7 separate regions of the Mus musculus genome follow, and all the other regions are linked to region 2. Evidence: chromatin contacts called from public ChIA-PET, HiChIP or PLAC-seq and promoter capture Hi-C data. All regions are on one chromosome and are shown on one strand. The core of a region is the stretch at or near the end of the contact, and the rest is flanking DNA. Distances in the headings are between cores, read along the strand shown.

Region 1 (3,272 bases), core at 523-3,022, 930 kb after region 2:
CTAGCCTCTGAGCAGGCAAAGCCCAGGGGCTCCTGCTGAGGCCAACGCCTCGTTGAGCCCCTTGTCACCCCTGTGAGCTGCTGTCCTGGTGTGTTCTTGTGACCAGAGCTCGCACACTTTGTAGTCTGAGGGTCTTTTGTCTCTTTTTCTCTCTGCTTCCCTTGGGATCCACTGGGTGTTTACTCTTCTCTCCATGGGGTGAGTGGAGAACGTGTGAACCCCAAGCTGGGACCGTTGGTGTGAGAGAAGGTTGGAGAAAGCGTTTGAAGGACCCCGCGTCTAAGGGAGAAGCAGATCACTGGCAAGAATGGTGTTCGTGCTTCTCTGTGGGTTTGCTTAATGGGGCAGGGGAGCCGTGGCACCCTCTGCTTCGCAGAGCCATGGTTCTGACTGTCCCACATAGGCTCACTGTGTACCCTGACTTGTTCCCTGAGGCGACCCTGCTTCTTGTTTTCCTGAGTCCCTTTGGTCCCGTTGTGTGTGACCAACATTAAGACCGAGCTGAGCGGAGATTGAGCAGTTGGGCACATGTTGCTTCCTTAACTTTGCTCAACTGAGATTGGAAGTCAGGGAGCCTTCCCAGGGCAGCTTGTCGGCTGAGGTGTTCTGCAGAGGTTGTGGACATCCTGTCACTTAGCGTGAGGCCGCTGCTAGAGAGGGCTTCTCTGTGACAGCAGCCATTGAGTGCGCTGGGTACCAGCCGTGTGCCGAATCATGGGCATGACCTTGTGTCCTCTTGTTCTGGGACATCCATGTTCCTGCTCTCCCCCTTTTAAGACAGCAGCATGGGACCTCTGTAACCCTGTGAGGGTCCACCTCTGGAGCAGCGTGGGACCTCTGTAACCCTGTGAGGGTCCACCTCTGGAGTAGCATGGGACCTCTGTAACCCTGTGAGGGTCCACCTCTGGAGCAGCATGGGACCTCTGTAACCCTGTGAGGGTCCACCTCTGGAGCAGCATGGGACCTCTGTAACTCTATGAGGGTCCACCTCTGGCTGGTGATAGCCACGGCAGGCTTTCCCACCTTCCACCCCCAGCAGCTGCCTCACAGTGGCAGCTATGGCACATGCCTGAGTCTTAGCTCTGTCACGAGACTTTATTGTTGTACCTTTTGGACAGATTGACGTTTCAGGACAATCAAAATGTAATTGCTGGTACTTTGGGGTGGGGGTTACAGCTGCTCATGATGGCCCCACCCACAATGGCTGGCCCCTCCCATATCAGTCACTAATGAAGAACATGTCCTACAGGCTTGTGTAGAGTGTGATCTGGAGGCATTTTCTTAATTAATTAGGGTTCCCTCTTCTCAGATGGCTCTAGGGTGTGTCAAGTTGACATAAAACCAGCGCACACACACACACACACACACACACACACTTTTTTTTTTTTTTTTTTTTTTTTGAGGCAGAGTCTCTCCCTGAACCCGGAGCTCACCAGTCATCCCAGTATCCCTGGAGGTATTCTGGTGTTTAAGGAACTGTTTTACAGCCAAGATCTTAGTTCCCCTGAGCAGAAACTCAAAAATCAAGCTACTGCTAAGCTGGGATCTTCTTTCCTTCTTTCTGGCTTACACGTGATTGACTTGCCAGCAGAAATTAGAAGAGAGCCTATGTCTGTAAAGAAAAGCTTCTTGACAGAGCAGTGTGAGCTCGGAGCTGGCTTGCCTGCGGTTAACTGTGCCTTTCACACTTTAGTAAGAGCTGGGGAACTAGCCTGCGCTGTGCTGGACAGACAGCTGATTTTTAGCAGTGGCCTGGGTGGTTGTGGCCACACCTCCTGGGTTCTGTCGACAGCCTCTGCTAATGAAGTGTGGTACCTTTAAGTAAAGGTCACAGGCCTGACCTGGGCTGTGTGGGTTTCTTGTTTGTGAGGCTGGAGGCATTTTCTCATTTTCACAGTTGAGCTGAAAACAAAGGCCGCCTTATCCTTGCAGGGAGCTGCTCTCAGAGAGCTGACGTCAGCCTTTTCCTGGCCGGCCTCGCCTCTGCCTTAAGAGTCTCTGCAGAGAGCTGCTCAGGCAGGCCACCATCTTGCTCCTGGCATTTTTCTGGCTGAATAACGAATAACACATGAAATGAAGAAATGCCAAGGGTGTCAGGAGCCAGGGGACAGAACAAAAGCACTGTCAACCAAGTGCAATCCTGGCTGTGTGGGGACTCGCCAGCTTTGTGGCTGTAATCGGTCCTGGGGGTTACAGAAGTGGGTCAGAACTTTGGGGAAGGGAGGCTTACCAGGAGCGAGAGTGTGTGCAGGGTCGTGTTCTAAAGGGTCACACCGAAATCAGCAAAGCAGGAGTGACTGATGCGTTACATCAAAGATATTTATTCAAAATTAGAAGGTCCCCTGCCCAGGCCCCAAGGCGTTCAGCTGGGGACAGAGAGTGCAGCTGTTTGGACTACAGATGGTTAATCTGGGCATTGCCTAGTTCATAGAACTCTTCTTGCTGGAACACAAAGCCAGCCTGTCCTGAAATAAAGTGCTGTTCTCTTAGGTCTCTGAAAGATCCAACTGAGGAAAGAGGAAAGATAGAGACACTGCTGAGGGGTTGGCCAGGGTGTGGGTTGATGGCGCCTCCCCTCCTCCGAGATCTCCTACTCCCTACTCGCTGGGCCTCACTGCAGGAGGAGGCAGGAGCAGCTCTGGTGTTTACACTTGACCAGCACGGCACTTGTCTCTTGCTTTGCTGTGTTGTTCGGTCGAAACACTTTTTATTTTTATAATATCTCCCGAGCATACTCAAAGAGCTTAAAGCTGTCCTGGGGTCTGGTGACAGAGACAAGCCTGCCCACAGGAGGGTCTGAATTCTGGAGCCTCAGCTCCCTGGCTGGCAGAGAAGCCCGGCCTCTGCTGTTCCTGCTGATTGGCTTCTTGTTGCCTCCCTTGAGGAGTCCTAAGAGATGGCCCGAGGATGCCAGGCCCAGTGGTACATACCCTATGACCCAGCACGTGGGATGCTGAAACAGGGGATTGGAGAGTCCATGGCCAGGCTGGGCTACATAGCAGTGGTCTCCAGCAAAGGAAGGGAGGGTGGGAGCTCATGGATGGTCACAGGAACAGTTTCAGCACTGAGTGTCGTGGGAGTCCGTTGGCTCTCATTAGATCAGCAAGTCAGGGGCTCAGCCACTGCTGAGGTTGTCTGAGGAGCTGCTGGGTGTACATGGCGGAATGTCTATGCAAATTTCCAGGTTCTGGGTCAGACATAGTTTTCAGCCCAGAGTTTCTCCAAGGGAAAGAGCTCTGGGGCCTGTGGTAGTCTGGCTTGTGGTCCTTCAC
Region 2 (3,002 bases), core at 427-2,926:
TCCATGTTCCATTGGCCTTTACATAGCCTGTAGGCCAAGCAGCATTTGGGAAGGGAGGGCAAGACACAGACACAGGAGAGCAACAGTCCTGCCCTGCTGTTTGTGACCCAGCCACTCCAGACAAGACACTCTACTTACCTGGGTCTCTACTCCCCTTTACAGCAAGCACAAGGGTTGGGGCAGCATACCCAATTCAGCATTTGTCCCCACCTCCTGGAGCCACTGTCAAGATCACCAGTGGCATCTCTTCTGTCTGAGTTTGTACAAAGTTTGAAAATTTTTTAATTTAGTCTGCTGGGCAGTGGTGACACCTTACATCTCAGCACTTGGGAGGCAGAGACAGGAAGATCTCCAGCCAGCCTGGTCTACAGAGTGAATTCGACCACAGTCAGGCTTACACAGAGAAACCCTGTCTTAAAACAAAACAAAACAAAACAAAGGGTGGGACTGGGGTGGGGCCTGGAGAGATGGCTCAGCAGTTAAGAACACTGATTGCTCTTCCAGAGGTCCTGGGTTCAATTCCTAACCACATGGTGACTCACAACCATCTGTAATGGGATCTGATGCCCTCTTCTGGTGTGTCTGAAGACAGCTACAGTGTGCTCATATACATAAATCTTTAAAAAATGAGATTTATTCTATGTGATTGAGTGTTTTGCCTGCATGTATGAGTATGTACCACATGCATGTAGCGCCTACAGAAAAGGGCATCTGATCCCCTAGGGCTGGTGTTAACAAGGTTGTGAAGCAACGCTTGGTTCCTGGGAACTAAATGCCAGTCCTCTGAAAGAGCAACAGTGCTCCACCAAGCCACCTCCCCAGCTCAGGTTTGGTTTTATTTCCTCCTAAGATTATAGAGTTTTCACAATGATCTGTAAAACAAAAGATAAGCAAAATAGACTAAACTCGACCTACCTCTGCTTCCCAAGTGCTGTTATTAAAAAATGTGCACCACCACACCCAGCCAATAGACTATTTTCTTAGCAATATTATCAACCTATCACTTTTTTTTTTCCGAAACAGGGTTTCTCTGTGTAGCTCTGGCTGTCCTGGAACCCTCTCTGTAGCTCAGGCTGGCCTCGAACTCAGAAACCCGCCTGCCTCTGCCTCCCAAGTGCGGGGATTAAAGGCATGAGCCACCACCGCCCGGCTAACCCATCACTTATTAATACATTAGGTACATACCATAAGTAGAGAAGATTTAAACATACAGAAGTCGCGAGGAGGCTCAGTAGCACTTCATAAGCAGGGGTTTGCACATCTGTATATTAGGAAGTTTTAGGACATTTGCTCAACCAACCGCCTAAGGATCTTCGAAGAGTCTCTGTTTTGCTACCTCCCAGCCTCAAGGAGGCACCCTCGGGAACCAACAATTTAAAAAGCTATTGGGCTTCCACTTAGGGCGGAAATAAATGCCCACCTAGCAGGTCTTAGCTCAAAAAAAAACAAAAAACCCAAATTTCTTAAGTAGTCCCAAGAGAAAAATAAATTTTAGTTCACTCTAAGATGTTAATGTCTACTACAGAACACTAGTCCACTAGGGTTTTTTTCAGTATCATTTCTCAGGCACATCTTAGTTTTCTTTAGAGGACCCAGAGCCGGAAGTGCTTCCCTTTTCTCTGCCAGGACCTAAGACTCCGTCCCATCATACCTTGCGCGCCGCCGCCGCCTCTTCCTTCTTCCTCGGCGCTGCCTACGAGGTGGCTGCCATCTGTTTTACGGTGAGTCTGTATCGGCGGCCATCCGCCGCCCGCGGCTTCGACGGGACCCCGTCTCCGGGTGGGGAGGCCTCGGCGGCGGCCTCCGCACCAGCGTGGTAGTGGCGAGCGCGCGCGGGCCTGGCCACTGGCGCTGCTCCGGAGTCTGCCCGGGGGCCGGCATCGGCCAGGGCGGGCTTGCTGCCATGCGGCCCGAGAGTTTCGGACGGCACCCGCCGCTTTCTGCTTAGCTTGTTAGCAGCCTTTTTCTGCGGCGAATCCGAAATCTTAAGTCAGGGAGCTGCCGCCGCTCGCCAGTGAGCAGAAATGCTTTCTGAAGCGCAAGCCCGGCGGAGCAGGTTGTCTGCGCGGGGAGCAGAGAAGGCACCCTTTGGTTGGTGCTCTGAGACGACCGGGAGGGACAGACGGACTGGTGGCGTGTTAGGAGTGCATGGTGGCTTTGCGTATTTAAGGGCGCAACACTTCAAACATAACGAAGCTTAGTGGAGCGGGATTTGCCGCTCCTTCGCCACCAGAGAGACCTGGCTGGGGTTCTGTAAGATCGGTTGCGGTTCTTTGAGGTTCGGAGTGGGTGAGATGAACCACTGACCTCTTGGGATCGCGTCTGGAGAGTAGCTAGTATTCTTCCAGCTTCGGAAGCAAGAGGGAGAGCAAGCCTAGCAGAGGTACCCATTCCATTCCCAGTTTGCTCGGTAGCTGGTGATTGGAAGACACTCTGCAACATTACTCACTGAAGGCCTGAGACGCAGCCCCACCTCCCAGTTTCTTTACTAACTTGGGTCTGACTTTTGTCAAAAGGCATCATGGCTGCCCTCCGGCCTCTGGTGAAGCCCAAGATCGTCAAAAAGAGGACCAAGAAGTTCATCAGGCACCAGTCAGACCGATATGTGAAAATTAAGGTATGTGGTTCTGGGGTGGGGGTTAAGACCTGAGCACACATTTCTCGTTATCGCTTGTCTCTGCATTTTAAAAAGTTCATTTTAAAGATGACACTTTGTTTTATATTTATGCGTTTGAAGGGCAGGGAGAATCACTTTAAGGAGTTGATTCTCTCCTTCCTGTCTTGTGGGTCCAGGTCAGATTTAGTTTGTCTGACAGCAGGCACTTTTAAGTCATCTCTGCACCCTGACCCTGTATTTTAAAGATCTTTGGGGTTTTGTCTGCACACCAGGCACATGCATGCATGGAATTGAACCTCTGGAAGAGCAGCCAGTGCTCTCAACTGCTAAGACCTCTCTCTGGGCCTGCAGATCACCTGTTGGCTGGATGGGCATGCACACCCAG
Region 3 (3,263 bases), core at 471-2,970, 590 kb after region 2:
CAGAAGTGTGATTTTACCAGCTGCAAATAGTTTCTGTGATTGTGTTACAATTGAAATTCTGGGAACTTTTCAGAGGGTATATAAATGCTAGAGCCCTAAGAGATGTGGTTGTTGGTTGATGGTCTCAGTTGTTAGTAGTCATGCTCAAAGAAGAAACAATAGGAAAGAAGCTAGATTTATGGATCTCTCCCCCCACTATCCTTCTTTCTCTCCTATCTGGTGATAGTGGCGAAACTGGGGGCTGGGGATAAAGGGTGTGAAAAAGAAGAACCTATGAAGTATAAAGACAGGCTACGTTCTCCTCCTTCCCGCCGTATCATGAGCCTCCTGAGAAGGATATGTGTTTCTCAAAGAGCTTACAAGTCCCATTGTTCAACAGCTCACCCTCACTCCTTTCTACTTTATGTGACTCATGCCTATGACAGATGATTTCATGTGTCAACTTGAGTAGGGTACTAGGTGCCCGGTTATTTGTTTAAACAGTATTTCTTAACACGTGAAAGTGGTTTTAGATCAGATTAGCATTTGAATCAGTAGACTAAGTAAAGCATATTGTCTTCTAACTCTCTCTCTCTCCCTCTCTGTGTGTGTGTATGTGTGTCTCTCTGTGTGTGTGTCTGTTAGACTGTCACCAAGTTGCTTCTAAACACAGGCTGAAACTTCTACTGGCGCACCAGTGTCTCCAGATTGCCAACTGCAAATCTGAGACCTTTTTAATCTCCATATGTATGTGAGCCAATTCTGTTTCCCACTGTGTGTGTGTGTGTATGTGTGTGTGTGTGAGAGAGAGAGAGAGAGACAGACAGACAGACAGAGACAGAGAGAGAGACAGAGACAGAGAGACAGAGATAAAAAGACACAGGTAAAGAACATTATAGCAAGAACTTTGCTGTTATGGGAATTGCTGTATTTATCTTATGCTCAGCTCAAACAAGTGTAAAAAATAAACATTTATAATGAACACTTACTCTAACATATGACAGGGCTGAATTCTAACTTAATTGGTTTTTATTTGCTTGTTTGTTTCTTTGTTTTTTGGAACATGGGGACAGGGCTTGTTGCTTCTTTGGAACAAACTTAGGGCCTTGTATGTGCTGGGCTAGCACTCTGCCATGAGGTACATCCCTAGCCCCTAATGTTCTATTTCAGGTATAAATTAACATAGCAGTTAATGAAAGGCTTGTAATTTTATTCTCATTATAACAAGAACACCATCTCCTCTCAGCTTTCTAAGAGAAGATTCTGCCTAGGGGCTTTTTAACTTCTAATAGCAGGCTCACAGAAAGGAAATGTTTGACTACTTCAAGATCTAACAATAGATCCTAGTCTAATAGCACACACCTGTCATCCCAGCATCAGGAGGCAGAGGCCAGAAAATCACAAATCTGAAGACAGTGTGAACGACATGACCCTAAAACAATATTACAGCAACAACAACAACAACACAGCATCAACAAGGCAGGTTGTTGCTCATCTTGCCCTGTGTTAAATTCCTATCCTGTTAGGAAAAACCTAACAGAGGCTGACCACGTTCCTTCCCACCCCTCTTTACAGCGAGAAGGTAATTCTCCCCAAAACCGGACACTAAAGTCGAACAGAGATCCTGATTACTTTCTGGAGCACTTGTGAAACAAGGACCGGGAAAGGCCTAGCATTGCAGAGCGCAGTGACGCTGGCTTTCTGTCGCTTCATGGGTGTGTTGCTTCTTAGGCTGCTGAATCACCAGGCCATGATTCACAGAGCAAATGCAAAGACGCAGGGTGCTCTCTCTCCCCATGCTCTACTCTCATTAGCAGAGGAGGCTCGAGCCTCCTTTCTCAGGCCAAGTGTAAGCTGCGGTGGCTGGCACTGTCAGCCCACTCACTCGCATAGCTCAGCAGAAACATTTTCATATCTCAAAGCAATAATGCTTTGGATTTCCAAATCCCAGCGCAGGTGGCACATTCCATTCCACAATTTTCCAGCTGGCATCACTTCGGGGGGAGATGCAGTCTTCACAACTGATGCTGGCAGGCTGGAAGGAGACCTGGCACTGTCCTGGAAGACATGTGCCATGGTGTCCCAGATGCACTTGAGTATAGCAACAGGAAAGAGAGACCATATTTAGGTGCCTTCTTCTCATCGTCACGGATGGAGAAACTGAAGCTTAGAGGAGAAAAGTGGACAAGATCGCACCATGGGAATCTTGTGGGAATGTTGGTATAATGGGAAATTCATGCCGGGGCCTGGTCTGGCTCTCTTCTTTGTCAATGTGTCTTTACTTCTAGCCACTGCTAATGATCCGAAACAATCCTCACACTCAACAAGCCCTGAAGAGAAGTTCTAAGAACCAACCCAATCCTGAAGACGTACCCCTTTTAGTCTTCGAACATATTTATTTGAAGAGGATTGTTTAGTACTGTTATAGTGAAACATATTCTATAAACTCTTTAAATATGATAATTCTCATTCATTTACTCTTTCAAAGAAGATCTACTAGATTGGGCACCTATTAAAGGCTCAACTGTCCACCAGGCATCAGATAAGGAAAGGTCTCACCTAGTTGTAACATAAGGACTAAAAAGGAAATGATGTTAGCAGAAGCACAGTGGAATCCTTACCCATGCACAGGCACTAGAGTATCTTAAGTACAATAAAGTCAATAATGGATAGTGTTTTACTACATATTTAGCATTGGTTTCTGAGTTAAGCACTTTATCCATCTTACTCGATTTTCATGTAAGAACTGATGAGGAAGGAGCACTACCCCTGAACTCACTTACTTCACAATGCTTCCAACACACAGCATTACTTAGAAAAACAAAAACCAAACCTTTAGCCAGGCCTAGTGGCATTCACCATCTCTGAACAAACTCTTTTGGTTCAAGGTTAGCCTGGTCTATGTAGTGAAACTGTGTCTCAAATAAACAAACAAATTCAACAATAATATCAACAAATGGAACTTTTAATGGGCATCCACTAGAAAGTCTCAGAACTTACTAGTAATTTTCTAAGATATTCACTTTCTAAGATATTTATGCTAGTTTTCCATTTATTTGATACTTTAAATAATTGATCATAACAATGCCCATTAATATTTGAACACACATTTCCAAGTAAACATGACTTCTAAAAGAGCCCATCGCTTTAAAAAGCTTACTTATGCATGCTAGTAGAGACAGCCAACTCCTTTATGTACAATCTGATACTTTTCTGACTAACAGGCAACTTTTATAACTGTTAATTTTCTTTTTTTTTTCTCACAGTGGCTTACAAAAGAAAAA
Region 4 (2,950 bases), core at 156-2,655, 680 kb after region 2:
CCAGCATCCAGTCAAGGTGGATACATAAGCTGGGCCAATGTGCCACAATTAGAAAGCACAGAACTCTAAGTCAAGTCCTAAATCATGTTAGCTCATCTCTTTGCCCAGATCCCCTTCAGCCTCAGTTTCCTCAGCCATGAAAGAATGTGACAATTGTTATAACTTCCTTGAAAGGCTACTGAGAAGCCTGAGATTGAGTGAGTGCATTTTATAAGCTGTAAAGCGCTGTGCAAATGTTAGCTATTGATATTTCTCACTCTAGTGGATCACAGAGCTTGCCAGCAAAAGTAAATTACCAAAAAAAGGAGGAAAAAAAATCTTCCCACACATAATTATCTCAGCGTTAAACACTAGAGAGAACTCAGGCAGGTGTGTGGGGTGTAAGGTCGTCCCTCTCGGTGACTCTCAGGTTTAGTCATACCTGCTAAAATAAATGCAGCAACCACTTTGACTGATGGTTTCTACCTTCTGGGTGACCTTGAACAAGGCCACCTCCCTCCATCCCTCCCTCCTTCCCTCCCTCTTCCATTTTCTAGTGTGGAAAATATGGGTGAGGGAGCTGAGCCAGGTGATCCCCAAGGTCTGATGATGTAAGTAAGATTCTCTGGGTGGAGTCTCACAGGCAAACAAAACCTGATGTCAGCAGACTGTGCAAGGAAATACAGGCAAGGGCGGGGCCTGGAGAGCAAACACTGAACAGGTGGTTCTGGCGAGCAAGAGAAAAAGCACAGGCAACAAGGGGTTTGGGTCCAAGTTCATTCTGACTTTAAGGGAGTCAGAGATGGTCCCCCTGCCAAATCTCTGTTTATTGGGACCTAATGATAACTATAATTAGATACTGACTTCATGCCAGAAATTGCCCATGTCCTATCTCATTTCATCCGCCACAAGGGAAATGTTAGATTTTCCTTTTTTGCCGATAAAGCAGTTGAGAATCAGAGAAGTCACACCGGCTAATGTTAGCTCTTAGAACTAAAATGAAGCAGATCTGGCTGGCTGCAAAGCCCATGAGATTCTGCATTAGGCTATACTGACAGGCCCCTAAGAAAGGTGCCATCCATCAGCAGCTTGGCAAATGAATGAGCTTATTGGAAACCATAGCTGAAATAACATGCCTTCCTGGAGTCTTATTGTAAGCTTCTCTGACACCTCTTATTACCCAGAGTCTTGCAGACATATCAGGTTTCATGTAGCAAGAATCCCCATGAAAACCCCCCTTCCATGAAACCAGCTAGATTCAAGCAAAAAAATCTAACTAAAGAAACACTCCTCCCCTTTCCTCTCCCTCCCCTCCCCCTCCCCTATCCTTTCCCTCCCCCTTCTCCTCCTTCTAGCATACCCCATTCTTATTTTCACTGAGGGAAGACCACAGCTCCCCAAAGAGCAGCTCTGGCCTCTTGCAAGATGCTGGTGTGTTGGCTGTTGCCATGGTGATAGAGGAGCATCTCTGTCATGCACACATGAGCAGCACAGAGTGTGTTTCCTCTGCCTGGGAAATTCAGAGGATTTATCAGCAGTTGCTTCCAGCAGCATCTTCACACTACTTCAAGGATGAGTGAACATGCAGCCCTTCTACTTAGAATTCACCCCACACCAGAAGCAAGACTAAGCTTTCCTCACAGGGTCTGTGTCTAAAGCAACCCCCTCCCTCTACTGCTGAGACAGTTCCCGGTTTAATGGAGGAGGTACCTTCCAGGTGATAGGGAAAGGAGCTGTTGGGTTTACAGAGTAAACAGAAGGTCCTTGGTTTCCTAAGCTTTCTTGGCTAATACCAGTTATGTGCTAATTAGAGCTTCCGAGTCAGACCCATGTGGGTTTGTCACTTGCCTCAGTCACTTATTAGCAAGTAGTATAATACCACTTCTTTATTAAAACTCTTTATCTATAGAGTTAATTAATATTTGCAAAGCTTTTTTTTTAATTAAACGAGATTTCACATAAATAGTATCCAATATCAAGTCTGGCATATGGCAGGAACATATTCATGATAGAAATTATTTTAAAGAAAGTCTAGAGGTGTGGCACACACAGCAGAGTGCATGACTCATGGGTGTAAAGCCACGGGTTAAATGCCCACTGCTGTATAAACCAGGCAGCAAATGTCTATAACCCCAGGACTCAGAAGATAAAGCCAGAGAGTCAAAAGTTCAAGGTCATCTTTCATGACACAGTGAGTTCAAGGACTGCCTAGAATACATGAGACCCTGTCTCAAAAACAAAAAAACTTAGAAATTATTCTAAAGGAAGTAACTTAATGACACATATGTTCTAACTTTGAGACAGTCGATTTTTGAAGCCTTGGATCATCACTTGATGGACAAATAGCTATGTAGTATTTTCTTTTAAGTTTAAAAAAAATAAGAAGAAGAAGGAGAGATTGGAGCAACCTGAGATTCTGTAGATATTTTCATTTGAAAACATGGTTACAACATCTCTGATGGCAACCTAAGGGTTTGAACTAAAAGGAAAAGAAAAAGGTCCTGTGTTTGGTTATATCACATGTCAAGCTAATGCCACCTTCACTAACCACCATCTGTGTGCTAAGCAAGATGACAGACAGTGCTATGTGTTTGCTAGTCATTTAATCCAGGCAAGAACAGTTTTAAGGTAGGCATCATTTTTCAAATGAGCAGTATAAGTATATAAGTAATCTGCTAGTACGTTGCAAAATAAAAACAAACAACAGTGTATCTGTACAATGAAAAGAAATTTCCCTCCAGTGTCAATCCATGGCAGCACATTATGTGAGTACCTACATGGCTGTCCTCAAAGAAAGGCTCCTTAGCACCAAGGCCAGCTTGGAGCAGATGGCCCCATTCTTTTATTGAAAAACATCCAGCTTCAGGGATCTGAGACAACAGTCATATTCCAAGCTCTCACACTTGACTGCTGTCTTTGTGAGTAGGATTCTGCCCAACAAGCCTGTCTGCACTTTCTTTTCCTTCTTTCT
Region 5 (3,127 bases), core at 258-2,757, 840 kb after region 2:
CACTGTGGGTAGGTGGAGGTCAGGCAGGTTTGAGCCTCTCCACACTTCCCAAAGGAGGTTTAACAGGGTGATGCTCCGTCTTGTTCCAGTGCTGGCACTGTGGGTAAGCATGCCACGTTCTGGCCTGTGTTGGGGGAGGGGCTAGTATGAGTACCATGATTTCTTCACTTTCCTCCTTTTTCTGGTAACTTGTTTCAAACAGCCTCTGAGCGTGATGGTGAGCGTGCATCAGGTCCTTCAGCTAGGGGGGACTGGTGTCCCTCCCGTGTGGAAAATGTGTCTTGTGAGAAAGATGAGGTTCTGGGATGTGTGGTAGAGCTGAAAGCTGTGAATTCCATGTTAATGAGCCTGCAGATGTCCAGTAAGATGTGTTTAAGCAGAACTACACTTTGAAACAAGGCTGCCTATTAGTCAGTTGGCAAAATGTGTCTAGAGGCTGAAAGGAACCCCATTGAATATTTATGGAGTTTGAAATTTTTTTATTTGTTTTTATTTATGTGCAAATGTGTGCTTGTCTGTGTGTGTCCCACATGTGTGCAGAGTCCATTGAGGCTAGAAAAGGGTGCTAAAGCCCACAGAACTAGACGTATAGATCATGTGAGCTGCCATGTGGGTGCTGTGAACTGAAGCCAGGTCCTCTAAGAGTATGGAGTTAACTGCCCACTCTGCTCTCCAGCCCCAGTTCACGGTGGCTTCACAGAACTTCATTGTAGTAGGTTAAGAGAGCTAACTACAGTTACTAGTAGCAGTGGCCAGTATGGCCTAATGCTGTTGTAGATCCTGAGTTAGAAGACTTATCTAGGTTTTGACAGGCTGAGAATTGAGGCCAGAAGAGGGTGTGGGATACCCTGGAGCTGGAGTTACAGGTGATTGTGAGTCATACAGTTCACTTTCATGTAGGCTGACGACAGTGTTGAAAAATGCCAAGAATTGGGAGTCTGCTCACGAAGTCTTCAGCTTTTAGACACAGTATGTCAGTGTGTGCCTGTCACATGGTGTACTCTCCTTGGGTTCCCTGAGGGAGATGAATGAACTCCAGGCAGCAGAAAGAATGTATGTTGGCAGCAGGTAGCACTGCACAAGGGTCATGGAGTGTACTGAGAGTTTGGCTTTGCACTATGGCCACGATGGTTCAGGTGGCTCACAGTCTATGCTATGCATTTGTACTGTGGAGGCTGAGAATGAGCTGTGTAGTCAGGGCTGAGCCGGTAGCTCAGGGTGGAACGGTTTCCTAGTGTACTTAAGGCCCTGGATTCTATGCTCAGCACTTTGAAAAAGCAGGGTTTTGTTTTTTGTTTTTTGTTTTTTTTCCGTGCTAATGGCATTGCAGTGACTGAGGTGGTTAGACATTGCATGGTAGCACTGTCTACAATCTGAGATCAGTGAGAAGATGAGACACAAGTCGCATCCCCTCCCTTTCTGTGGGGCTGAGGAATGCTGCAGAGTGGAGCCTTGGGCCACTGTAGCATGAGGAAACACTACGTACTTAAGCAGGACATTCCTTTAGGATTCTGGCCCAGAACAGTGCCCCTTTGTTCAGCCCAAGTGCACTGAGGTCTTCTGTGCTAGGCAGAGGGAGGCAGAGACAACTATGGGTAGAGATGAATTGATGCAGCGTCTTGCTACTCCTCCCTGAAGCCCAACGAACCCAACTAGAAGGGTAGGAGGGTGAAGCAACCTAGAGGATACTCATCTCCTGCAGAGGTGTCATGGGAGGGGCCTCGAGCTCTTGCAGGAAAGGGGACATACCTGGAGCAGCTGGACCACATTATAGGACCATGGGGCCCATTGCCAACAGTACTGGCTCGTGCTGTGCAGCTCATTATGGAGGTTAATAAGTACCTGGGAGAACCCTCATGAGGACTTTAAATATGCGTGTATATTTTAAATTCATAGGCCATGTGGGGATAATTCCTGTATTCCAGGCATCTGCCCTGATGGATTTTCAGACATGATGATGTATAGACATAAGGAGATAGGTCTAAGTCAAAGCTGACCAATTCCCTGCCATCCCGGATGCTTCCAAGGATAGCTATGTGGGTCAGTTGCCATGCTTGGACATGCCCAGGGATGGAAAGCTGGGGTGTCAAAGGCTCCCCTGTAGATGTTCCTTAGTGGCACTCCTGCAGAAAGAGTGATTTTTAATAGGCTGTAATTCCACTGTGGAGATGGAGACAGGAAGATATCTGGCTAGCCAAGTTTAGCCAAATCAGCAAGGTCCAGGCTAGTGGTAAACCCGGTTTCGACAGGTAGGGTAGAGAGTGATTGCAGAAGACACCTGGTGCTGACTTGTGTATTGATATGTGTGTATTGAATGGTCACCACACACAACACACACATATCTTAAACAAAACAAAACATAGTAAAAAGAGGAAGGGGTGGATGGGAGAGAATGGCTTGTGGGTACCAAGTTACAGAGGGGAAGTCATTTTGGTGTCCTGAAGTCTGAAATTAAAGGCGAGTCCCACCATGCCCGGGCATCATTGCTTTTAAGGGACTGTCTTACTTTCCTGTTGCTGTGATAGCATATCATGGCTAGAAGCAACTTGAGGAAGAAAAACTTTATTTTGGCTTACAGGTTCAGAGGGCTAGAGACCTTGTTGCAAGGAAGACATAGGGGAACAGGAAGCCAGATGATCATGTGATCTTTTTTTGTTGTTTTTGTGTGTTTGTTTTTTTGTTTGTTTGTTTTGTTTTTCGAGACAGGGTTTCTCTGTGTAGCCCTGGCTGTTCTGGAACTCACTTTGTAGACCAGGCTGGCCTCAAGCTCAGAAATCTGCCTGCCTCTGCCTCCCAAGTGCTGGGATTAAAGGCGTGTGCCACCACTGCCCGGCGATGATCTTGTTTTTATCCACAAACAGGAAGCAGGGAGGACACAGTAAGGGAAGGCCACAGATCCTAGGAGCCCACCTCTCAGTGATCTGGCAAAGCTTGACCTCCCGAGGCTTCCAGAATCTCCCCTGACCAGTGCTACAGTCAGGAAGCAAGTGTCCATGGGCTGTGTATGCACATTTCTTGTTCAAACCACCACAGGGACAGGGGGCCTGGAGAGAAGGTGAGGGGCTGGCCATCCCATTGGCTTTAGATATCTGCAGCAAAGCCTAGCACATACTGGCCTTTCTGTGAT
Region 6 (3,290 bases), core at 306-2,805, 900 kb after region 2:
TTTTGTGTGCATGTATGGCACACATGCTATAGCCTGGGGGGGGGGCTATTGAACCTGGGTAATCAGGCATGATTGCCAATCACCGTTCCCCACTGAACCATCTTGCTGGCCCATCAAGTTAGAATTTTGAGTTTGTTGTGACTAAGAAACAAGGTTTTGTGAACTGGGAGACCTCAAAGCAAGAGATGGCTGGAGTCTGACTTCATGGCATTCGGTGGTGGGTTGTGGATGGAGCTGTTTAGCCCTGGAGGTTTAACCAGGTTTGAGTGGAGCTGCTTAGTTCTGGTGAATCACGATAACTACCAGAAAGCTCACCTGGGGGTTTTGTTCAGGGTCATCATTTGGGGAAGTCAAATGACCCCGCTTTTCATTATGAGCGCTTGGCCCTAGCATCTCTAGACTGTACCTTCTGTTTTTAAGTGATTATTTTACAGTTTATACACATTTATCTTAGTTGAGTATCAGTCAGAGATAAAGGGTCTTTTAGGCTGTGTATGGTTCCTTACTCTGTCATCTGAGGCTGAGGCAGCAGGAGGATGAGAACTTCCAGGGCAGCCTGGGATGCGTAGGGAAAGCCTGTCTCATCCAGTATTTGTTCCCCAGAGCTGTGTGACACGTCTTTGCCACAGGATGTCATAAAGTCAGTTCCACCTGCTGTTGAGCTTCATGGTGACACACTGGACCCACTCCTCTGACGAGGCACTCTCTGCCCTCCAGGAGCAGGGCAGCCTTGGAGAAGCGTTCCTATAAAACTGAATGGCTTTCTCTTTCTAGATTAGTCTGAGGCCCGATGCACAGGTGGAGTCTGAAATAGCTTGTGGCTAGTGATGATTTTCTTTGGAAGAAGGAGAATTCAAATCACAGTAAAGTTGACTGTTTACATAATGGCAACCATCATTTGATTAGATCCACTTTCAGAGCTAAAGCCTCTTTCTCTCCATCACAGCATCTTAAAGTCTAAGTTTCTTGAAGGCAGGTCAGTGAGAGCAAAGACTGGGCAGAGAGGGCAAGGTGGTGGTCTAGGAGGAGGACACATTGATATGAATCTATACGTTTGTGTGTTCTCTTTGCCAGGAGCACATGTGCAGTGCTATGTGCAAGTCGGGTCATAAGCAAGTGTGCAGGAGAGTGAGGTTAGAGAGTGCTCCCTCTGGCTACAGGGCAGACGTATCTGGGGTGTCACCCTGGGACCCCTGATGTCTTTGGCCTTATCTTTATCTTGTTTGGCTTGGCTCATTCACCCAAATGTTGTGTAAAACAGTCAGCTGCTCGGAGCACTGGCTGCTGCTCCTCACCTCTCTTCACAGGCTTGATGATTCCCTCATATGTATCTGTGTGAGTGGCTTTCTGCTGGATGGATGCAGAAAGCCCTGGCGGAAGAGATCCCACGGTGATGCTTAGAGAACAGGGAGTAAATGGCACCCTAAAATGCCTGTTAGTGTTTTAAAGGCTCTGAAAACCCCATCTGTGCTAGATCTCTGTGATGGCTTGAACACTTGGTGCCCAGCGGGTGGTGTTCTTTGGGGAGGTTTAGGTAGCACAGCCTAGCAGGAGGAAATATGTCACTCTCTGGGCACAGGCTTCAAGATGAAAAGTTTCACCCCACTAGCTGTTTTCTCCTCCCCGAGTTCTGCTTGCATTTGTGTTTACAGATGTGGTCTCTCTGTTTCCTGCCTCCATGCTGTGATGGACCCTCTAGAACCTTAGCCCAAATAAACTGTTTCTTCTGCAAATGGCCTTGGTCAAGGGGCTTTATCACAGCAACAGACAAGTAACAATACAGCAGGAGGAGAACAACAGAACCTTTAGGGATATGACCAGGGGTTGCATATGTGTCCACCCATGTAGGTGGGCATTTTGTTTTGACTGGTGGTAGTGGTGGGGGTGGCATGGGGGTGGGTGGGTAATATGATTCATTTATTTTTGTATGATTTCTTTCTTTCTTTGGGTTGAGAAGAATTTCCCTGCATTAGTCATGTTCTGGGTTCAGCTATCATTACAGCAGCAGTGACAACAGCTGACATAGGAAAATGTCATGGTCCCAGGGGCAGTACCAGTGTGGTTTGTTATTGGTGTCTAGATGACGCTTTTAGTTCCCTGATGTTTTGTATAATTCAAGGTGGAGATAAAACATTTCTAAAAATCTCAGAAGCAGGCATCATCTAACCCAAAGCCGTGAACAATAGCACCAGACACTTTATAGTTGTGTTTCAGTTGTCGTGAAGCTAGGTTGTGGATCTCCAGATATAAGTGAGATGCACTACCATGGTGAATTTTCTAACACATGTGGTCACACATTGCTATCACAAGTGATGCTTCTGTCCCCAATAGATTTGAAAAATATTTTGGGTCAGAAGGTAAAGCCCTTGGCATGTTGGGATTCCAGAGAGACGCACCTGTCTAGATGTGTTAGCTTCTCAGCCGTGATAAAGCATCTGAGAGAACACGCTTACTAAGGAAAAGGTCTACTTTGGGTTTCAATCCTGGTCACTTGGTCCTGTTGCACTGGGCCAGTGGTGAGGCAGCATGTTGTATTGGGTGCACATGGCGGCTAAGAAGCCACACCCCCTTCAAGGCCCAACAACCTAACTTCCTCCCACTCACAGACTGGGGATCCAGCCTTGACCACATGGCCTTTGAGGCACTTACCCGAATCACAGCATTTGCTGTGTCTTATCACTCACTTCATAGCCACAGTCTGTAAGTATCACGTCATGGAAGGAGGAGCTTCCAGAGGTGAATCTTCAGGGCACTCACTCTGAGGAGGGTGGCAGCAGCTCTGTGGATGCTTAAACATCATTAGGAGGTTAGCCGGAAGAATGCCCTGCTTCCCTCTGAGTGTACCGAAGCTAATCTCTGCAGTTAAAGCTTCCCTCTATCCCTGTGCCCATCTCTCCTGTTTCTGTGGATTCCAAGACACTGACTGACTGGAAGTCACAGACATCTCCCCACCCCAACATGTTGACAGTGCTATGGCATTTTTGTGAGAGAATGCACCCATGTGGGGTGTATGGAGCCAGTGGGATTGGATATGTGCAAGGTCACTCTCTCTGCATTCAGCCACTGTTAAGATCCATACCAGTGGATCTGCATAGAGCAGAAAGGTTGCCGTGTTTGCTATCTGAGGTTATCTGCTGAAATACACGAGTGTGAGTATAGTGGGTTGTTCTAAGATGACAGTTCCAGTGGGAAACAAGGGAGAACACAAGAGTCCTCAGGTGCAGCCCACTGTTGCTTCTGTATCTCAGAGGATGGGGTCTGTGATGGAGGGTGCTGGGGATTGCTGCCAC
Region 7 (2,998 bases), core at 261-2,760, 890 kb after region 2:
ATGGAGGAGAAGTTGCTAAGCGTTTTGTGTGTACCCCTCCATCTGTAGGGGATTGCTTCAATCTTAAAATAAGTGACTGTAATGAAGTCTTGGGAAGGTGTGACAGAGCTGACAGTAGCCCAGAGAGGTCTTGGAACTTGTGGCAGTTCCTCTCCCTCGGATTCCGACTGCTAGAATTACAGGCTGGTGCCACTCTGCCAGGCTGCAGCAGAGTCACTTAGAGCAGGTCTTTTCCTTTCTTCCATGATGCTGATGAAGCTCAGCACTGCTCTGGATTTGAACTTGGAACATTTTTAAAGTTTCCATGATTGGTCACAACCTCCCAGATGAGTTTGGAAAACAGATTTTTAAAAAGTATTTTTTTTTTTTTGTACATTTTTTTTTTCCAATGTCTGTGTGTCATTGCATGCGGTACCCATGGAGGCCAGAAGAGGGAGTCAGGTTCCATGGAAATAGAGTTACAGGTGCTTATGAGTGCTGGGTACTGAACTCAAGTGTTCTGCAAAAGTGGCCAGTGCTCGGAACCACCTCTCCAGCCAGCTCCCCACTCCCCCGTTTGTGTGTGTGTGTGTGTGTGTTTGTGTGTGTGTGTGTGTGTGAGAGAGAGAGAGAGAGAGAGAGAGAGACAGAGACAGAGAGACAGAGAGACAGAGAGAGAGCGAGAGAGAGAGACAGACAGACACAGAGAGAGAGAGAGAGAGAGAGAGAGAGAGAGAGAGAGAGAGAGGGAGGGAGAGAGGGAGAGAGAGACCTGTAGGCCACTCACTTGTCCCCAGATCTGTTTACTCTTCTGAGGACGGATTTGCCTCTGGTGTCCTGTCCATCTGTACAGCTACAGAGTTTAGGAAGGAAGTTACATGTAACATTGACTTTGAAAATGTAAACACTCGGGCTGGAGAGATGGCTCAGCGGTTAAGAGCACTGATTGTTCTTCCAGAGGTCCTGAGTTCAAATCCCAGCAACCACATGGTGGCTCACAACCACCCATAATGAGACCTGAAGACAGCTACAATGTACTTACATATAATAAATAAATAAATAAAATCTTTAAAAAAAAAAAAAAAAAAAAAAAAAAAAGAAAATGTAAACACTCGCTGTGTCCCTGGACTTAATAAACCCATCTTACAAAGAAACAAAGAAACCTTGTACCAAACAGAGCACACCCCTGTGGAAGCCCTGGATTCCCAGCCCTTGCAACGAAGTCACGGAAAGTTAAATTCCCTGTACTTTGCTTCCACAGCAGATTTTCTTTTTTAAACTTTGTGCTTAGCCTCCCCCACAAACAAAACACCCACAAACTTGCTGGGGTTTACTTCCTCGGCCTCTGCCTCTGCCGGCCTCTGGCTCCGGGGAGGAAAGGCTCTCCTCACCCCCTGTGCCTCACTGCCCCCGCCTCTTTCTGCTTCCTGCTAATTCTGCAGCGCCTGGAGCCTGAGCCGAGGCTCCAGTGAGCATGCTCACAGCAGCCCTCTACCCCCTCCCAAAAGCAGAGGAAGCTGGTTTACATACGAGTCATACCAAGCATAGCCCGCATGTCAGTGCAGTCAGCTTGCAGCGGGCTGTGAGGGAGAGTGCCTTTGTCCTGAGAAATGTGCTTTGTGTTTTTCTTTTTTACTGCTTTCTTTTTAAACCCCCAAGACGGGCTCGAGAAGTCTTCTGAAATGATTTTTTAAAGCCGAATAGAAGACACAATCAGACACCTTCCACAAGCCCTTGACGGGTTTTGTTTGAGTCTGATTTTTGTGTGTGTGTGTGTGTGTGTATGATTTTTAAAAACCTTTTACATACTTTGTTTTGATCTCCTGAGGCTGGGCCTCTGTCTTCCTGAAGTTTTAGGAGAGCCTGGAGCTACTCAGCTAAGACTGAATTTTGAAACTTTCTCTTTGGGGGTGAAAGCAAAGAACTGTTTTTCTTTGCTAGCCGGACAGATAAATGCTGTTTATGAAGATGGACCTGTTGAACTACCAATACTTGGACAAGATGAACAACAATATCGGCGTTCTGTGCTATGAAGGTAGATGTTCTAGAATGTACTCTTTGCTTTTGTGATGGCCACTCCTCCTTTGGAGGGGGGCTTTGACTGGCTTATGAACATTTTCTTGTCTTTCTTGTGATGGTGGAGCGAGTGGAAAGAGAGTTGTGTACCATTTCAGGACAGTTCGCTTTTGCCCGGCAGGAGGGTGGCAGCCGGGGAGGGCTGGAGGAGACACGCTGTTAAAAGTTTACTTGTGATGTACTAGCAAGGTCTGACAAGATCGTTACATTATAAGTGATTTTTCTCTTTTGATTTTGTTGGCATTTTATGCATAAGTAGGAATTTACAGAAGTAAGGAGAAGTTAAACATGTGGGTGCTGGAGTAGAGGGGAGGGGCCTTGGGACTTATTTTTAAACGTATCACCGTGTACAGTGTTCGGTGTGGACCCTTGCTCTGAATTTCATGTGGTAGAGGAACAACAGCAGAAAGCCACAGTAAGTTGTTGTTTTCCTGAGCCATTGTCTCAGGCATCAAGGGGTTTTTTTCCTGTGAGGTTTGTGGGACTGGCAGGGCCTGGTGTCAGGGAGCCCAGGCCGGGCTCTTTGTCTGCCGCCCCATTTCCTGTGCAGAGAGCTGACAGTGAGACAGGCTCCCTCCAACCCCAGTCCCTGGCAATTACACCATAAGCAGCCGGAAGGCTGAAGAAAGTGGAAAATACCCCCACCCCTAGATTTGCCCATCACCTCCCCTTCCCCTGGGCACTCCCTGTAGTAAGTTAAGCTTCTCTGGAGAAAACCCCAATCCCATCTTTTGGAATCTTACCTACGTGCGATTTGAGACCAGGGTAATGGGGCTGAGTTGTGGCACTGGCCGGGCAGGGAGAGACCTGGGGCTGCCGGGAGTCTTTCCTGGTGTCTTCCTGCTGTGGGCAGCAGGCTCTGGGGTCTCTCACCTAGTAATCCTAGAGAGTTGTCTGCTTTGTCTTGAACAGAAGTTAAAAGAGGGAGCAGAGTTGGTTGTGT

What was found. Promoter capture Hi-C pulls out the DNA fragments that hold promoters and counts their contacts. ChIA-PET counts read pairs in DNA pulled down with a chosen protein or histone mark. HiChIP or PLAC-seq counts read pairs in DNA pulled down with a chosen protein or histone mark.
Region 1: a promoter capture Hi-C map of the 3T3-L1 cell line shows a contact between it and region 2, with 2.7 times the contacts expected there. The contact joins the enhancer-like site here to the promoter of Rpl32 in region 2. A contact is called at or near these places in 9 of 39 promoter capture datasets (the 3T3-L1 cell line, the C10 cell line, embryonic stem cells and 5 more) and 3 of 115 datasets of contacts at active chromatin or transcription factors (the NIH/3T3 cell line, memory CD8 T cells and pancreatic cancer cells).
Region 3: a contact with region 2 is called in a FOXA1 HiChIP or PLAC-seq map of pancreatic cancer cells. The contact joins the enhancer-like site here to the promoter of Rpl32 in region 2. A contact is called at or near these places in 7 of 39 promoter capture datasets (3T3-L1-derived adipocytes, the HPC-7 cell line, the SN4741 cell line and 4 more), 2 of 15 datasets of contacts at CTCF or cohesin (the NIH/3T3 cell line and embryonic stem cells), 5 of 484 Hi-C or Micro-C datasets (LSK cells, the N1E-115 cell line, bone marrow-derived macrophages and 2 more), 10 of 115 datasets of contacts at active chromatin or transcription factors (the NIH/3T3 cell line, astrocytes, bone marrow-derived macrophages and 7 more) and 1 of 9 other capture datasets (embryonic stem cells).
Region 4: a promoter capture Hi-C map of hippocampal neurons shows a contact between it and region 2, with 2.9 times the contacts expected there. The contact joins the enhancer-like site here to the promoter of Rpl32 in region 2. A contact is called at or near these places in 6 of 39 promoter capture datasets (the 3T3-L1 cell line, hippocampal neurons, liver and 1 more).
Region 5: a contact with region 2 is called in a promoter capture Hi-C map of the 3T3-L1 cell line, with 4 times the contacts expected there. The contact joins the enhancer-like site here to the promoter of Rpl32 in region 2. A contact is called at or near these places in 5 of 39 promoter capture datasets (the 3T3-L1 cell line, cranial neural crest, embryonic stem cells and 1 more) and 5 of 115 datasets of contacts at active chromatin or transcription factors (the NIH/3T3 cell line, embryonic stem cells, extraembryonic endoderm stem cells and 2 more).
Region 6: a contact with region 2 is called in an RNA polymerase II ChIA-PET map of memory CD8 T cells, with 16 read pairs. The contact joins the enhancer-like site here to the promoter of Rpl32 in region 2. A contact is called at or near these places in 1 of 39 promoter capture datasets (second pharyngeal arch cranial neural crest), 3 of 115 datasets of contacts at active chromatin or transcription factors (memory CD8 T cells, pancreatic cancer cells and thymic regulatory T cells) and 1 of 9 other capture datasets (pancreatic islet).
Region 7: a promoter capture Hi-C map of pre-B cells shows a contact between it and region 2, with 4 times the contacts expected there. The contact joins the promoter of Vgll4 here to the promoter of Rpl32 in region 2. A contact is called at or near these places in 7 of 39 promoter capture datasets (the 3T3-L1 cell line, 3T3-L1-derived adipocytes, the C10 cell line and 3 more), 1 of 484 Hi-C or Micro-C datasets (the N1E-115 cell line), 6 of 115 datasets of contacts at active chromatin or transcription factors (astrocytes, embryonic limb bud, extraembryonic endoderm stem cells and 3 more) and 1 of 9 other capture datasets (pancreatic islet).

What each region holds. Positions count from the first base shown.
Region 1 is chr6:114,882,076-114,885,347 of GRCm38.p6, reverse strand. All of the region lies in intron 2 of Vgll4 (vestigial like family member 4), which reads left to right. Among named protein-coding and RNA genes, the nearest start is that of Vgll4, 38 kb to the left of the region's middle. Within about 2 kb of position 1,772, at least 243 of the 459 cell types and tissues checked have an H3K27ac peak or open chromatin away from gene starts, as enhancers often do. A contact at or near this core is called in embryonic stem cells, hematopoietic stem and progenitor cells, liver and 1 more, where this site is marked.
Region 2 is chr6:115,807,417-115,810,418 of GRCm38.p6, reverse strand. Rpl32 (ribosomal protein L32) reads left to right here and starts at 1,676. Exons shown (of 4, transcript NM_172086.2): 1 at 1,676-1,721; 2 at 2,517-2,617. The coding sequence starts at 2,522. Snora7a (small nucleolar RNA, H/ACA box 7A) reads left to right here and starts at 2,316; the gene lies at 2,316-2,444.
Region 3 is chr6:115,220,043-115,223,305 of GRCm38.p6, reverse strand. The region is part of intron 1 of Syn2 (synapsin II); the gene reads right to left. Among named protein-coding and RNA genes, the nearest start is that of Timp4, 31 kb to the left of the region's middle. Within about 2 kb of position 1,720, at least 43 of the 459 cell types and tissues checked have an H3K27ac peak or open chromatin away from gene starts, as enhancers often do. A contact at or near this core is called in pancreatic cancer cells, where this site is marked.
Region 4 is chr6:115,125,101-115,128,050 of GRCm38.p6, reverse strand. It overlaps Gm17733 (predicted gene, 17733), which reads left to right. Exons shown (of 2, transcript NR_132436.1): 2 at 1-451. Among named protein-coding and RNA genes, the nearest start is that of Gm17733, 8.3 kb to the left of the region's middle. Within about 2 kb of position 1,405, at least 67 of the 459 cell types and tissues checked have an H3K27ac peak or open chromatin away from gene starts, as enhancers often do. A contact at or near this core is called in hippocampal neurons, where this site is marked.
Region 5 is chr6:114,962,216-114,965,342 of GRCm38.p6, reverse strand. It overlaps a transcript of Vgll4 not described here. Among named protein-coding and RNA genes, the nearest start is that of Gm38876, 18 kb to the right of the region's middle. Within about 2 kb of position 1,507, at least 56 of the 459 cell types and tissues checked have an H3K27ac peak or open chromatin away from gene starts, as enhancers often do.
Region 6 is chr6:114,903,761-114,907,050 of GRCm38.p6, reverse strand. The region is part of intron 1 of Vgll4 (vestigial like family member 4); the gene reads left to right. Among named protein-coding and RNA genes, the nearest start is that of Vgll4, 16 kb to the left of the region's middle. Within about 2 kb of position 1,555, at least 26 of the 459 cell types and tissues checked have an H3K27ac peak or open chromatin away from gene starts, as enhancers often do. A contact at or near this core is called in memory CD8 T cells and thymic regulatory T cells, where this site is marked.
Region 7 is chr6:114,920,333-114,923,330 of GRCm38.p6, reverse strand. It overlaps Vgll4 (vestigial like family member 4), which reads left to right and starts at 1,510. Exons shown (of 5, transcript NM_177683.3): 1 at 1,510-2,014. The coding sequence starts at 1,933.